2 separate regions of the Sus scrofa genome follow, and region 2 is linked to region 1. A link is a contact called in public HiChIP or PLAC-seq data. All regions are on one chromosome and are shown on one strand. The core of a region is the stretch at or near the end of the contact, and the rest is flanking DNA. Distances in the headings are between cores, read along the strand shown.

The links. HiChIP or PLAC-seq counts read pairs in DNA pulled down with a chosen protein or histone mark.
Region 2: a contact with region 1 is called in an H3K27ac HiChIP or PLAC-seq map of skeletal muscle. The contact joins two enhancer-like sites. A contact is called at or near these places in 1 of 47 Hi-C or Micro-C datasets (embryonic fibroblasts) and 1 of 2 datasets of contacts at active chromatin or transcription factors (skeletal muscle).

What each region holds. Positions count from the first base shown.
Region 1 is chr8:82,917,720-82,922,071 of Sscrofa11.1, forward strand. It overlaps SMAD1 (SMAD family member 1), which reads right to left. Exons shown (of 7, transcript NM_213965.1): 5 at 1,958-2,179. The region is part of intron 6 of LOC102165892 (a long non-coding RNA gene); the gene reads left to right. Among named protein-coding and RNA genes, the nearest start is that of SMAD1, 68 kb to the right of the region's middle. Within about 2 kb of position 2,767, at least 17 of the 83 cell types and tissues checked have an H3K27ac peak or open chromatin away from gene starts, as enhancers often do. A contact at or near this core is called in skeletal muscle, where this site is marked.
Region 2 is chr8:83,153,841-83,158,360 of Sscrofa11.1, forward strand. No RefSeq gene overlaps it. Among named protein-coding and RNA genes, the nearest start is that of OTUD4, 85 kb to the right of the region's middle. Within about 2 kb of position 2,156, at least 5 of the 83 cell types and tissues checked have an H3K27ac peak or open chromatin away from gene starts, as enhancers often do. A contact at or near this core is called in skeletal muscle, where this site is marked.

The sequences.
Region 1 (4,352 bases), core at 1,517-4,016:
AACACCGTCATAATACTTTATCTTATCTACCACTCATATTCTAATTTTGCCAGCTGACATCAATGATATTTTTTTTTCTTTTTCGGCTGCCTTGTGGCACATGGAGTTCCTGGGCTAGGGCTCAGATCTGAGCTACAGTTGCAACCTATACCACAGCTGCGGCAACGTCAGATCCTTTAACCCACGGTGCCGGTCTGGGGATTGAACTCGTGTCCTGGTGCTGCAGAGACACAGCTGATGCCATTGTGCCACAGCAGGAACTCCCTCAATAGTGTTCTTCAGAGTATTTTCCCCCTTGTCTGGCGCAGGATCATGTCCAGGGCCATATTACTGCATAGAGTGTCATGTCTTGTTAGCCTCTTTTAATTTGGACAATTCTCATACCATTTGACGTGGACATTTTGGAAGAATACAGGCCCTCCTCACCCTTTTAAAGAGAATATTCCTCATCTGGGGTTTGTCTGAAGTTACCCTGTGATTAGATTCAGATCTGCTTTCTCAGCTGGAGTCCCACGTAGGTGAGGTTACTTCCTCCTCAGGGTACCACAGCCGGGGGTACGTGACATTCATCTGCCTCTCACTGGTGATGATAACTTTCATCTCCCAGTCAAGATATTGTCCAGTTTCTTCACTATGTAGTTAATGATTTTTTACTCCCCCTAGTACCAGGCAGTCTGTGAGGAGATGCTTAAAAACCAGGCAAATATCCTGATTCTCATACAAAATTCTCTTCATATTTAGCATCCATTGACGATTCTTGCCTGACGGCTGCAAAATGGGGACTTTGCAACTCTGCCACCCACTCTATATTTACCCGTCAGCCTTCCCCATTCATTTATCTATTATTGGCATGGACTTATGACTTACTATTGTTTTCCAGGGGTTTAAAACCCATTACTGGATTTAAATCTTTGGTGCTCAAATTGTCCCAGAATGGGCCAGTGGAGGCCCCTCCAAGTTGGCTCCTGAGACACATACATAAGCATCAGTATTTCTTTGCTTTCAGGTGTAATAAAACATTCCAGGCTCATCTTGTGCCCACCTGTCCTTGGAGCCTTGGAGTCAGCCCTTTCTCCAAAAGCCCTGGTTCCTCTTAGTGGACATGGCGTGAGGAGATGATGGTCTGGGCACTTATGGGCTTATTACTACTGGGGTCTTTGCCTCTTGGCCCTTTCAGCAGAAACTACATGCGTGGAAAGACACATCTACATACACATGCACACACACGTACAGGAGAACATAAACACACGTGTACACATACATAAACATATTACTGTTTATGATTTCATGATTTCATACTGATACCTCCAGTGTTTTTTTTGTTTTGTTTTTTACCCTCCTCCACACTTGTAAGTCTTTCATTCCACAGTGAAAACCCAGGTTCCCCATAACATTCTCACATTTAGTCATCTGCTTAATCTTCTAATACATCTTAAAGTTTCGCAACTGTTTCATGCACACCGCCACTATGTAAGCAAGTCTACTAAAAAAAGTTTAGGATTTGTTTGCAATCACCCTACCTTACCTGGCCCAGATGGAGGATATACAGCCAAACATTACATTCATAAGTTATTCTGGATTAGTTCTTTTTTTTTTCCCCAGTGAGTTATTGTATTCATTTGAAATACATCAGGTTTATTTAATTTGCTTTCAGCTATAGGTTGTAAATAATTTTTTAACATTTATTTCACTCTGCAGCAAAGCATATCATAGAATACTGTCCCCATGAGCAAATCACTCATTCAGCTAATTAAGTAATGAGTACGAGTTGCTGGACCACAGAAATCGCTGGTTGGAAAATGAAAAACTTGCTAATGATACAAATTGAAAAAATATGTACAAACTGTAGCAACTGTATATTATCTGGGGTTCGCCTCAGGGATGGCTGGTCAGCTCTGGAGGAACAGGGACATATACGACAGACAAACATTTGAGAGAGGTTACAGGGAAAATTCACCTTTCCCGATATGCCGCCTCGTGTTTTCAATAGTGGAATTCCGGTTGACGTTGGAGAGCAGCCCAAGGCAGAAACGGTTCTTGTTGTTGGAAGGATCGGTGAAACCATCCACCAACACGCTCGTGGAGGAGGCATGGAACGCCTCGCCCACACGGTTATTGAGCTCATAGTAGACAATAGAGCACCAGTGTTTGGGTTCCTCATAAGCAACAGCTTGGACATCTGTAAGAAAGACACGTTCAGCGTCACACATGGTAAGTGCCCCGGGCTCTCAAAACCTGAAACTGTGTCGCAAGTTGGCTGGGGCATCATGGAACGGAGAGGGAAAAGGCAATTGCTGTTAGAAGGTACAGAGTTCCTCGCGGATCTGGAAAGCAGGTACTCCATACCAAGGGCGACATTCACCTTGAATTGGAAAATGGTTTCCCCAGTGACTATCAGATAACCGACACACCAGCTAGGCAAGCCCACCCGCTTCGGGTGCTGAGTGCGCCCAGTGTGCTGCCTGTCCTGTAATGTGCCAAGAGGGAGACTATCCCTCACTGGCCCGGAGCCCTATCTCAAGAAACGCATCAAGGGGCAAGTGGAAAAAAAAAAAAAAAAAAAAACAAGCGGGAGAGAACAATGGAGGATAGGAAATGTGCCAAAGGTGCTGGAATTACTTTGGACAAAGCCTCAGTCTGCCTTTGCTTTTTCAAAGCAATGAAAATCAGTTTCTAATTATTGATAAGAAGTTACTTGACTTCGCATGAGGTTGCTAGTAACTCACGGCTACAGCTTTGCTCCAGTCCTCAAACTCAGGAAGAAATCTTGCCAGCTGGCCATTCTTACAGAATGAATCATATCTCTCTCATCCAGATTTCATGCTAACTTCCTTATATTTGCTTTAAGTCATGCAGAGCAGGTGTGTTTTGTCTCTCCATTCCCAGAATGGGCCAACAATGGAAATTACCCAACTTTACTGACAGGATGCAGCTTGTTAAGTCAAATCTCTTAAGACTAACAAATCTCCAAACAGAACATGCTTCTAAACATTTGCAACTAAAAGGTTCTAAAGATAAGTTCCTTCTGTAGTAAAACCTCTTATTCTACTGCTTTAGGGATTCCAGGAATACAAACTCTCTATATCTGGCTTGCCAATACGTAATGATCTAAGGTTTATGCAGCCTCAAGTGTTCAATTGTAACAAAAAGAAAGAAAATCCATGACAGAAGCACGAACTCTAACTGTTAAGGGTTAACCTCTGTGTTCTTAACATCAACCTCCACAAATATTAAAATGCGCCTTACTTTTAGAATTTGGTAAAGAAAATAAGGACATGTTCATTTAAAAAAAATCCACACTTGCATTAGCTGCTTTACACACTTAAGCGGGTGAGCTAAAAACAAACTCACACCATCTTTTCTGTTTGCTAAGCCTCATCCCATGTCAATCAGCTATATTTCAAAGAGCAGATTTTTAGTGATTTACAGATGCCAAATCTTAAAGAAGGCTGCACATCATTAGTTGAAGGCTTTCATCAGCTATCAGGACTGTTCAAAGTACTATTCATCTAGGTCGGGAGGCTGATAATTTTTCCTGTAAAAGGCTACAAAGGTCTTGGGGCCCATATGGTCTCAATAGCAGCTGTTTAGCTGTGCCCTGGCCACACAAAAGCAGCCACAAATAACATGTAATGAATGAACATAGCTGTGTCCCAATAAAACTTTATTTACAAAAACAGCAGGCTAAAGTGGCCTGCAGCTTGCTGACCGCTGCTCCAGGAAAACCACCAAAGTACAACAATAAGGCCAACAGCTCTATCTCATGGAAATATGAACTATGAACTTATTCTAACGGGGAAAACCTGTTTAGCCACTTAAAGGAAAACTTAAAACAATTTAAAGGTCTATTCCCTGAAATCAGACATTTGGGGCTTAAGAACCAAGTCTGCATGCTCACACCCATTCCTCAAAGCCCTGTGCCTATTCCTCTCCTGCTACCCTCTTCCCCAAATACACATTCCAGACATGGGTGAGATAGGAAGTATTTTCCCCACCCAGAATCTTGATTTGTTAGCTCATAATTATATGTTTGAGAGAGTGTTCTGGAGGTTATCAGGAACTGTAAAATACAGAGCCAATAAACAAGATATAAGGAATATTTACAGATTAAAAAGGTGTACATTCTTATTTATTACACTATACAGGAAAGGAAGGCTCTTTGAGCTCATCAGTAACTTTTAAGAACTTAAAAAATATGAGCAACTCTGACAAAGTCTGAGCTATCTCCAGACCTTTACTAAAAAAGTGGTAAGAATGAGATAAGATCTACTTAGTTAAATTGCATGTTAACTTCAATTTGCATTAAATGAACCCAGACTGAAAGTCTCTGACACTGCAGAGTGCCCCAGGGA
Region 2 (4,520 bases), core at 906-3,405, 240 kb after region 1:
CAAACATACTAGGCACGCTCTAGTCTCGGAGCCTTGGTACTGCTGCTTCTGGGCTTGCAGTTTGCTCTGCATATCCTCCCACGATAGCTGAACGTCATTCCTTCATCCCTCGGAAAGGCTTTCTCTGACCACCTTATCTGAAACAGGTTTCTGGAATGCTCTTGAGGTGGAGCAGGTTAAGGACCCAGTGTTGTCACTGCTGCAGCTTGGGTTGCTGCTGTGGTATGGATGTGATCCCTGGCCTGGAAACATCCACATGCCTTGAGTGCTGCCAAAAAATAAAAATAAAATAGGCTCTTTGTCATCCTTAATCAGTCTCCCTTGCTTTATCTTTCTTTCTTTCTTTTTTTTTTTGAAAGTAAAGTGAGTTTGGTTTATTTTTTTTATATATTATTCAATGAATTGATTACATTTATAGGTGTACAATGATCATCACAATGCTTTATCTTTCTTTATAGAACTTATTACTCCTTGATCTTATAAGTTGCTGTCTCCCCACTAGAAAGTCTCTGAGGTCCAGTTCTTCAGCTCATCACTGTATCTCCTATACCTAGATCAGTAGCTCTCCCACAGTATATTGAATTAATGAAAACATGAGTAGATGAGTGATAGATCTGGAAGAAACTGTGTAGCTTGATTGTTTAGAGCATGGGATTCTGAGACATTAAATTCAGGTTCAAGTTCTGACTCCTCTAATTACAAACTGTCTGGACTTCACGTCCCTGGGCCTCTCTCACAGGTTTATCATGCATATTAAATGAGGAAATAGATGTATGTCCTTTGGCAGGATAAGCATCGTTGCTTTCCCGTTGTTCAGCCCTGTTGCTTTGTACATGAGGAACCAGAGGTCGACTAAAGTAGAGAGACTGGGGCAACATCTTTAATCTTGGGGGTATCCTGTATAGAGAAGGAAACAAATCTCTTATTCCCTCAGAAAGGTATTCACAAGAGGAATCAAAGCCCTTCAACTTTGACTCAGCAATTGTATTTTTGCAAATGTCTCCTGAGGAAATAATCACCTCTACGTGCACAAATTAGCTGCATGGATCTTTATCCCAGTCTTCTTTATATTAACAAGGAATTAACTGGTCTATAGGGAATTGGTTGGATAAATTATGGTACAGCCATATGATGTAATATTACATGGCCATTTAGACTGAAATTATAGAATAGGTAATAACATGAGAAAATGCTTATATACACTCAAACAAAAAAGACTAACCTACACAAAAAGGGCTGGGTGCTTGCAGTCAGAATGAACTATATTTTCGTTTTGCTTCTCTGCATATCTCCTATTTTCTTCAGTAAAGAGACACTATTTTCATAATTCGTCTTTTAAATACAAATAGTAACAGCTTGTTAGCATCTTCACAATCAAGTGTTACTACATCATATGGGGTAAACAGTGAGAGATACTTAAGCTTGAGGGACTTTTCTAAATCCTGATGGAATGAAATTCTTATCTCTTTTTCCAAATGTCATGACTTTAAGTGAGCCATCTCCTCTAAAGGCTTTGGCACACAGCAGATTCCAGAGTATTCCAGCTTCCTAACCATAAGGACCAACTGTGCCTGTGTCCTAAACAACCACCTAACTCTGTATTAGCACATTTAACTGATGACCTTCGCTATGTTGCATTTTTAAAAACCAAATTGACTTACAGCATTACTCATTAGATTTAAATACTGGGGTGATTCATCATTTACAGTAAATCTATTAGATAAATTACACTGCAAAATTCACCATCGTCAGTGTGGCAGGCCTGCCTGGAAATTAAGAATGGGAAGGGAAATTGAAGGAGAGAGATTCCTATCCGTGATTTGAAATTTAAACTTAGGGAGCTATGGCAAGCATCCGAGCCTCAGCCAAAGAGACAAGGCATCTGTCACATGTCTAAGCTCTTCCACTCTAATAATAGCCTAGGGTCTCTTTTGGAACAGGTTAATGCCTTGCTTCACAAGGAAAAATCTCGTATGTTAAAATACTTTGAGGAGTATTTTCTTACCCCTTCATGATTTTTTTCACAATATAACTGGACTGCATATGTGATACATGCAACAATGGTTGGATTTCTGTTGGTTAAATATAGTCCCAAACCAACAGCTTGTTCGGCTGGGGGCCCTTGCTCACCAGATGTTATTCCACTAATAGTGAGTGAGCTCATCCTTGGTGTGGAAGGCTATTCATTTGGGAGAGAATAATGAAAGTGAGACAATCATTACATCACCTTTTCCTGTACATTATTCTCCCCTGCAGCTAACAAGGAAAATATGCTGCTGTGTTGGTTGTAAGCTAACTCAGGTCCTTGCTTTCTTAGATCTACAGAAAATGGATCATGGGGTAAATCCTACTCCAACTTAACCTGTACCTGATAATTAATATTTGGAGACTTAGACTTTGGGATAGTCTCTGTCTCGGATTCAAGCATCATGACTTTTTGGGGTGTGACTGTCGGATCTTGACTCCCAGAGGGGGTATCCTTGCCTCACACCTTTGCCGGGGCAGTCAGCTCGTTTTCCTCAGCCGCATGTTTGGGAGGCAGAGACTGCTGTTTCTAGAAACATGAAGACTTCTGAATAATGGAGTAAACTTTTAAAGTAATACTCATGAGATCATCTCTTTTTTCATTTGAATGACTGGTTTGGCGCTACCTGTCTAACCACAAGTCCAAGTTCAGGGTGAGATTAATTTATAGATAAACAGTAAAAAGGGGCAATATGTATATATGCATACATATACATATACAACATATGCACATAAACATATGTATAACACACATACACTTATTCGTGTACATGTTTTATAAAAGACAAAAGCAATCTTTAAGTGAGAAACTATTTTTAGAAAACACATTTATCAATTAAGAACCTTAACTTGTTACTGAAATTTGTTTCAGCCTCCCTTTAAATACAGTAACAACTCAGCAGCAAGCAATTTTACTAAATTTCATGAAAAGGCTTTCACTTCTGCCAAGGGCCTAAACTGATCCTGTTTTTATTTTTTCATTTTTTGCTTTTTAGGGCTGCACCTGTGGCATATGGAAGTTCCCAGGCTAGGGGCAGAGCTGCAGCTGCCGTCCTACACCGTAGCCACAGCAACACCAGATCCTTAACCCACTGAGCAAGGCCAGGGACCAAACCCTCATCCTCATGGATTCTAGTCCGATTCGTTTCCGCTGAGCCATAACAGGAACTTCTGACCTTGTTTTTACTGTGCCTTATTTATCTTTATAGAACATGATTACAAGGGAAAGTGAAACATCTAATAGCAAATCACTTGATGAAGATTTTTCTTTTTTTTCAGTTTTTTCTTTTTTAAAATTTCTTTTCTAAAATTATTTTTTGTTGAAGTGTAATCGACACACAACACATTAGTTTCTGGTGTACAAGTTAATGATTGGATATTTGCATATGTTGCAAAATGATCATCACAGTGAGTCTAATTAACATCTGTCACCGTACATAGTTGCAGATTTTTTTTCTTTCTTGTGATGAGAACTTTCAAGATCTATTCTCTTAGCAACCTTCAAATAGGCAAGACAGTATTATTAACTCTAGTGATCAGGCATTACATCCCCACGACTTATTTTATAACTGGAAAATTGTACCTTTTGACCCCCTTCACCCTTTCATTCACCCCCCCACCCCACCTCTGGCAACCCCCAACCAGTTTGCTGTGTCTATGAACTTGGTGTTTTGCGGTTGTCATTTTAGATTTTGTGTATAAGTGAGATCATACACTATTGGTCTTCCTCTGTCTGACTTCTGTCACTCAACATTATGCCTCCAGGCTTATCTGCTGTCACAAATGGCAAGATTTCATTCTCTTTATGGCTGAATCATATTCCATTGTGTGGAATGTATAAATACACACACCACATTTCTTTATCCATTTGTCTATCAATGAACACTTAGGATATTTCCATGTTTGTCTATTATAAATAATGCTGCTATGAACATGGGGGTGCATATATCTTTTTGCATTAATGTCTTCATTTTCTTTGGACGAATACCCAGAAGTGGAAGGTAACTCTCTTTTTAGTATTTTGAGGAAACTCCATACTGTTTTCCATAGTGGCTGCACCAATTTACATTCCCCCCAGCAGTGCACAAGGACTCCCTTTTCTCCAATCCTTGGCAACATTTGTTACCTCTTTTAATTTGGATAATAGCCATCTAACAGGTGTGCAGGTATATTGCACTGTGGTTTTGATTTGCATTTCCCTGATGATAAGTGATACGGAGCATCTTTTTCTGTACCTGCTAGTCATCTGTATGTCTTCTTTGGAAAAAGCTCTATCTGGATCCTCTGCCCATGTTTTAATTGGATTGTTCATTTGTTTTGCAATTGCATCCTGTGGGTTCTTTATATAGTTTGGATATTATCATATATGTGATTTCCAGATATTTCTGCTCATTCAGTAGGTAGCCGTCTTTAGTTGGGCACCCAGCACTTTCTACTCACGTTCCTCCATGCTCTCTTGAGCTACCTGTCTTTTTTTAGGCACCTAAGTGTCATCT